2 separate regions of the Zea mays genome follow, and region 1 is linked to region 2. A link is a contact called in public Hi-C data. All regions are on one chromosome and are shown on one strand. Each heading gives the region's core, a stretch centred on a gene start, on an enhancer-like site or on the middle of the called end of the contact. The rest is flanking DNA. Distances are from core to core; before and after follow the strand shown.

Region 1 (3,522 bases), core at 37-2,536, 190 kb before region 2:
CACCATATCACAAATCCCAACGGCCAGCTGCCAAATTCCCAATAACAGATACAGATACAGGCTGTCGACCGTGACATGAGCGGCAGGCAAGCACGGTGGTGGTCGGAGAAGAGAAGGAGAATTGGGGCTGGATCTTTTACTTTTTACTAATAAACATATGACATTGGGAGGATGGCTACTTGCGCACGTTGGAGGAGGAGGAGGAGACGTTGGGGGCGTGCGGGGAGCCCTCGAAGAGCTGCTTCCGGAGCACGTCGTGGAGGCCGTCGAAGAGCCTCTTCTTGACGGAGTCCATGGCCCACTCGAGGCGGTTGAGCAGCTCGGTGGAGTTCTTGTTGTACATGAAGAGGCCGTTGTACAGGTCGAAGCTGTCGCTGCAGGTGTTGTCCACGAGGCGGATCAGCGTCTCGTACCCCCTGGTGTCGACGGGCGTGGAGCGCAGCTCCAGCGTGGCCAGCATCCGCCCGACGGTGTGCGTCAGGAACTGGGTCTCGGCGGCGTGCGCGTCGTGCTCGGCGCAGGACATCTCCACCATCCGGCACCCCTCGCGCTCGAAGGCGCCGAGGAACGCGTCGGCGCGGGCGCGGCGCGCGGGGCAGTCCCCGACGCGCACCCGCTCGAACACCAGCGGCAGGCCGTCCCACCCGTCGCGCGCCGACTCCGGCCCGAACATGGGGTGCGTGCAGATCACGTCGAAGCCGGGCGGCAGCGAGCTCAGGAGCAGGTTCCTGGGGAACTCCTTCACGGAGAGCACGTCCGCGAAGAGGGTGCTGCGGCGGAGCCGGTGCAGGGGCAGCGACCGCAGCACGGCCTCCGCGGACAGGATGGAGGTGGCGAGCAGCACCACGTCCGGGTGGCACTCGCACAGGTCGTGCGGGTCGGTGAAGAAGGCGGCGCCCAGCGCGGACGCCGCCGCCGAGTGGTCCGTCCGCGAGTGCGCCAGCAGCGTGTGCCCCTGCCGCGCGAACGTGCGCGCCAGGAACTGCCCGAAGTTGCCGAACCCCACGATGGCGATCTTCAGCCGCTGCCGCTCCTCCAGCGGCCCCGCCGCGCGGGACTCGTAGTCGAACGGCTGGGCGGCGTCCAGCGCGCGGAGGGGCGCCGGGGAGTGCCCGCGCCACCGCCGCGGGGAGGTCAGGTGGGTGGCGCCTCCCGCGGCCGCAGCCGGCGGGTGGGGGCGGGTTGGTTGGTGGAGGCGTAGGGTGGAGGTGGAAGACGACAGCATCTTTGCTTGGGGACCTGGGGTTGGGCTGCCGCCTGCTCTTGGCTGCCGCTGCCGCTGCCGCTGCCGCTTGCTCTGGCGTTTCCTCGGAGAATTAAGGTGGGAGTGTGTGACTGTGTGAAACAGTGAGTGTGTCTCACATCAGGCACACCTAACGACTCAAGGAGTAATCTATCTGGTATTCTATTAATTATCGTTTAGCACAACCACACGTCTCTAAAATATAGTTTTAATCAATATTTTTTAATATAAATAAAATTTTAATACATCTATATTTTTATAAAAGTACTTTTAAAGATAAATCAGTGCATATAAATATTAGATTTTAAAACTAAATAACAAAATAGAGTAAATACTAACATGCACTTATTATATAGAGTTTTAGTGGTTAGTGATTATATATTATCACGGTTTTTTATATCATATAGATATAGACTTTACATAAATAAAATAGTTATTTAAACATGATTATATTTTTTATTTTCAAAATATTAGTATATATATTACAAGATTTTCTTTTGCTTAACACAAATGGATATGGGTTGTAGTAGTAGAGAACAATAAGTGCCAGAATAGAGGGACGACATAAGACGAAACTCGTGCTTTAAGGTATAATAATGATTAATAGTGGTAAAACTGTAGAATTAACAATGGGTAAATAGATAAGTGTAGTATTTCGATATCATCATTTTCTCTAAAAATTGAACGGGTGTGTTTCAATATCATCATTTTTTCTAACCGTTCTTGTAGTAGTTGTAAGAGGCAAATCAACAAAGTCGCAATCGCAATGATACAGATCTTTGTTAAAAATGGTCAGAACTTTAATAATTGATTGTGTTTGTAATTTGTCATGTTATATGGTTGTGGCATATGTGAGTGTGACTATGTCTTTGTTTGAATCTAAAATTTTTAATGTACTAGACAGCTAGTCATGCATAGCCGGAAATAATTAAGTTATTCTTTTTTTAAAATGGACAGTAAGCTGCCATTCCTGCCTACCACAATGGGATGCCCATATCTGTTAATTTATGCCAATGTATTACTTTTTGACGAGGACGTTAGTACCAAACGTGTTAATCGTGGTATCCATGCTATATTTGCCTCACTACTACAACCGTGGGTGCAAGCTCACAATATGACAAGAGGAATACAAATGTGATTTTGTTTTTGCCTACTAGAACCGTGGGTGCAAGCTCACTATTAGATTTTGGAGGCCAAAGCGGTTGGTACTGCCACCGGGGGTAGGAATATTTCGGACTAGTTTAAAAAGTAAAAACTCAAATTCGCTTAGAGGTTAGAGGAGATTAAGATGAAAACGAACTAAATTTTCTCTCAATCATTTCTAATTTTGAAAAAAAATTAAGTTTTCAAACTAGCCTCCAGATTCCTAGAAAGGTTTCTAGAGCCTTATCATATGGAAAGTGTTGGGGACTTGTTCTCAAATGCTATGAGTCAAGAACAAGGCAACATAGAAAATGTTAATCGGTAAAGTCCTTCGTCCTTCGAAGCATTATTCCCCTTAGGATATAATGGTTTTCGGACGAAGGTTATGAAGGGCGTACCTTCATAAATACATTATACAATGACGAAGGATGAATTATAAGGAATATAAAGGACAACATGAGCAATTATATATTACTTATCATGTATAAACAGAAATAACGTTGGATTACAAATGTACCTTCAACTTGAAGGAGATGAAAGTACAAGCGTGACGCAAAAGCGAATGCCAAATCAGCGTGAACAGTACGGGGGTACTGTTCACCTATTTATAGGCACGGGACACAGCCCATACAAAATTACATTCATACCCTTTACATTTGATAATAATTCTATAGTAGTCTATCGAGGTCTGAATAGCCTTTTCATCTCTAAGTCGGTTTCATTTTCTGCTACCACGCCGAAGCTTTCCTGCTCACATCTTCGGCGCTGCATCGACCTTCGTATTATTCTGGTCTTCTGTCGCGATACCGACTTGAGTCCGAAGATACCTGCTCACACATTATACTCCAGAAATACTGTTAAATCCTGTTTTTGAGGACCTTCGTAAGCCGAAGGCCCCCAACAGAAAGCGCACTCACATTTCACAAAAAATAAACAAAATATAACATTATAGATAGAGACGTAAAATTTTATTCTTATTTATAATAATCTGCTTGATAACATAAAAAAGATCAATATTAAATTTTATATGTTTTTATTTTAAAATACTAAATTTGTCTTAACAATTCCCATATAAATTGTTTTATGCATTATTTGCTCCCTACAACAACAAAACAGAAAAAATATAAAACTTAATT
Region 2 (3,404 bases), core at 264-2,763:
TTTAGGGACTAAACCCCTTAATCATTTACTGGTTCTCTTGCATCTATTAAGAGGATGTTTAGTTCCCACCTCCTAAACTTTTAGTCACTTTTAGTTCCTAAAATACCAAATGGGGTAACTAAAATAGGTCTTCCAAATATGATATGATTTCTAGGGACTAAAGTTTAGGAGTGTGACTAAAGAAACCAAACACCCTCTAAGGATGAAAGGTTCTCAAATCTCAGTCACTTCATCAGATCAGATGAATAAGGAAGTGAGACAGAGACAGCGTGAAAGTAGCTAAGATTACAAAGAATGCGATAAACTGGTATATATCTCATCATTCCAAAATAGAAAAAGAAGAACAATCTAAAAGGAAGTGTGCCGTTTCACATTTTATGGTCTAACATAGATACAATTACTGGAAAAAGAATTCTCCGACGCATTTAGTTCAAGCTGGCAATTTCAAGATTTGGCCAGGAAAATATATAACACCATGGAACATATTCCAATGTTTTCCGCCATTTGGAAACACTATACGTACCTGCATGGCTGATAACTAAGGAAGCTGTTCTCATATTGTCAGCGATGCTTGGTGAAAATGTGAAATGGTCAACTTGAAGGGTAGCATCTCCTGAGACCTGTAGTCCCAAATAGATAAATACTATTAAGTATTAACTTCACTGTAAAATTAGAAACAGGGGACTAAGGTACCACATGAATATTTAAAAAGGGAAAGCATGGTTAACACGATTAAAGTAAGCAGCTGGTGAAACAAGTTGGACAGGAAGAGTAAATTTGCGCAAATAAATTTGCATGACATCCATTTGCCAAAAAAAACATATATGTTGTGCTTTCAGTTTGCCTTTTCATTTAGGATGACTTAAATCACCAGTTACGAACATCCCTATAAGAAAGAGTACAGATTGTCATAATGCAAACTAGTAGACAGGAATTAAATAGTTGTTAGTTTACTACAGAGGTACAAGCGTACTGACCTTGGATGGAACATATGTTCCTCGGCCCATTTGAATGAGAAGATTACTGTAACCTTTTTGCAGTAAAGCCTTCTTCACTTCCGGAGAATCTACGGCCATGACAAGGGCATCAAAGCACGTGGTCCCCACCGTGACAAATACTGTTCGATGCTCCCTCTCTGCCATCGACCCTAACAAGCAGCGAGCTTATGCTACAAAGCTGTAGGCAAAGAAAACAGGAAATTAGATAATGCTGCAATGTTAGGTAAAACTTGTAACAATAAATGCAGTAGAAGAACAGACCAAGCTGTTTGTTCCAACCATGTACTAATTTCCTGGTAGCTAGGAACATGGGAGCAGATCTTATGCGGAAAAAAAATAGTAGCAAAAGGCAGCTTTCATAACTACAAGGATCGTAGAAACACCACATAAATAGTAGTAAGGCACCAGATTTGAGGTGTGGAGGTAAGGGCGCGGCGGAGGCGCAGGGCACGGCGGGGAGCCGGGGCGGGGGCGCAGGGCCGTCGGCAACGGAGCGGAGAGGAGGAAGGAGAACAGTGATCGGAGGAGGAGGATTGGTACATTTGCCAGCTTCGGTTTGGTCTTTGATGTGGGGGGGCAGCCGGGCAACCCGGGATCTGAACGTAAAGAAAGCCTACGGGCCGAATTGGTCGATCAAATTAGTTGATGCTACGATTTGGCCCACGGGATCCGCCCTTCCTTTAGATCGTTGGCTGGGCCTCCCTACCTAATACGTAGAATAACAGCAAGTAACTTCCTTTAGGCCCACTTTAGAACGTAGAAATAGAGCTGTATGACAACTACAATTCTACAAGAATTAAAAATACAGGAAAACATCAATTAGAGTGCTTGGATGTAGCATATAAAGAACACAAGAATTAGAGGAGAGAGATAGACACAAAGGAAAGTTTTCAAGAGGTTGGACCTCTTGTTAGAAATCCTCCAAAATCTTACTACAATGAGCAATCCTATAAGAATTTTATAGGAACTCAATCCTTTATTCCAAAGGGCTATATAGGAAAATTTCCTATATGATTCTAATCCTCCAAAATTCCTCTACTTTTCCTTTTTTAAAAAGGGGCCTTTATATCATTGCTGCTCAAAGATTTCGAAAGTGTATATATAATAACCTTGAAATGCATATGCATCTTACATAAAATAGGAGACTGAGGATGCACTTAGGTGTCGTTTGGTTCACCAAATATAAAGTAAATGACAATGGTAATGATTCATGTTCGATTATCAGTGGTAGCAAGTTTGAATAGGCTAGTATTAATTTCTAGTATAGTATCTGATAATGGTAGGATCTAAATAAATATGATCTAACGTTATCAGTTACCCACCACGTTATAAATATGTGAACCAAACCACACCTTAGTACTTACTCTATGTTAATTTGGAAATCATTATTGTTTAAAATATGCACATATTTGGATGAAATTGTGCCATATTCCTCTCCAAGTCATTCCCTTTAATAAAAAAACAAACGAATTGTCGATGATCCATGGATAGCCGGATAGCATCTTGGAGACAATAGAATCAAACACAAGATTTGCTTGCATTGGTTGCACTTATATTTGTGAATATTATGTCTATGCTATGCTTCATAAAAAAAGAACCGAAGACATGAACACACCAAAATGCAAGGGGGAGAAAACCACATAGCATGCATGAGTGTGGAGCTTAATGTCGCGCTCTAAACACTAGAGTGTTGTTTGGTTCATCAAATGTAACGTGAATAGTAACGGTAGTGATTCACACTTAAGTAACGGCGGTAACAAGTTTGGTTGCGCTGCTGGTGGTCAGCGTAGTGCAAGACGAGAGATCATTAATGCCACAACAACTGAGAGAGGCATTATTTCTCTGTCTGAATTCTAATGCATAATCTTGTTCTGGAGAATACGGAACTCTGAACTGAAGATGCATGATGCAGATGGATGAGATCATGCGACCCGATCCACGCGCACCATGCATGATCGATGGTGCCATGCACAAAGAGCATAGTCGGTGTACGAACAAGTATATATTATAAAACTGAAGGATAATAAGAGATAGCGCCCAGCAACCCACGACAAGTAAAGGTGTGACCAACAGACCAAGGCAGATAGCTGAATCCTTAGCTAAAAAGACTGATCAGATCACAATGTGCAGAAGACATTGCGCCACATAGTGCAGCATGATGCCTTTAACTCGTTATCAAGTCCATCAAAGTGAAAATAATGGTGCATCCTTCGTATATGGTTATTCTCTCCATTTCAAAATAAATACGAGTTATTTTAATTTTTCTTCGTATACAGTTTTTGATATATCGTCTCTAGACACACACATACATGGTTACACGACGCCATGTCTAGATGTATAACAGATACTATGTGTGACTAGAAAATTAAAGCTAATAAGACATCGTACAATTTAAAGCAGAGAGAG

Evidence for each region. A called contact is a pair of places that touch in the nucleus more often than the background predicts.
Region 1: a contact with region 2 is called in a Hi-C map of bundle sheath, with 2.1 times the contacts expected there. The contact joins the promoter of LOC100281078 here to the promoter of LOC100217271 in region 2. A contact is called at or near these places in 6 of 25 Hi-C or Micro-C datasets (bundle sheath, ear, endosperm and 2 more).

The regions. Positions count from the first base shown.
Region 1 is chr6:95,118,258-95,121,779 of Zm-B73-REFERENCE-NAM-5.0, reverse strand. LOC100281078 (arogenate dehydrogenase) reads right to left here and starts at 1,286. Exons shown (of 1, transcript NM_001153997.1): 1 at 1-1,286. The coding sequence starts at 1,225. The coding sequence ends at 176.
Region 2 is chr6:94,927,259-94,930,662 of Zm-B73-REFERENCE-NAM-5.0, reverse strand. It overlaps LOC100217271 (UDP-N-acetylglucosamine transferase subunit alg13), which reads right to left and starts at 1,513. Exons shown (of 4, transcript NM_001143623.2): 1 at 1,404-1,513; 2 at 978-1,176; 3 at 524-620. The coding sequence starts at 1,142.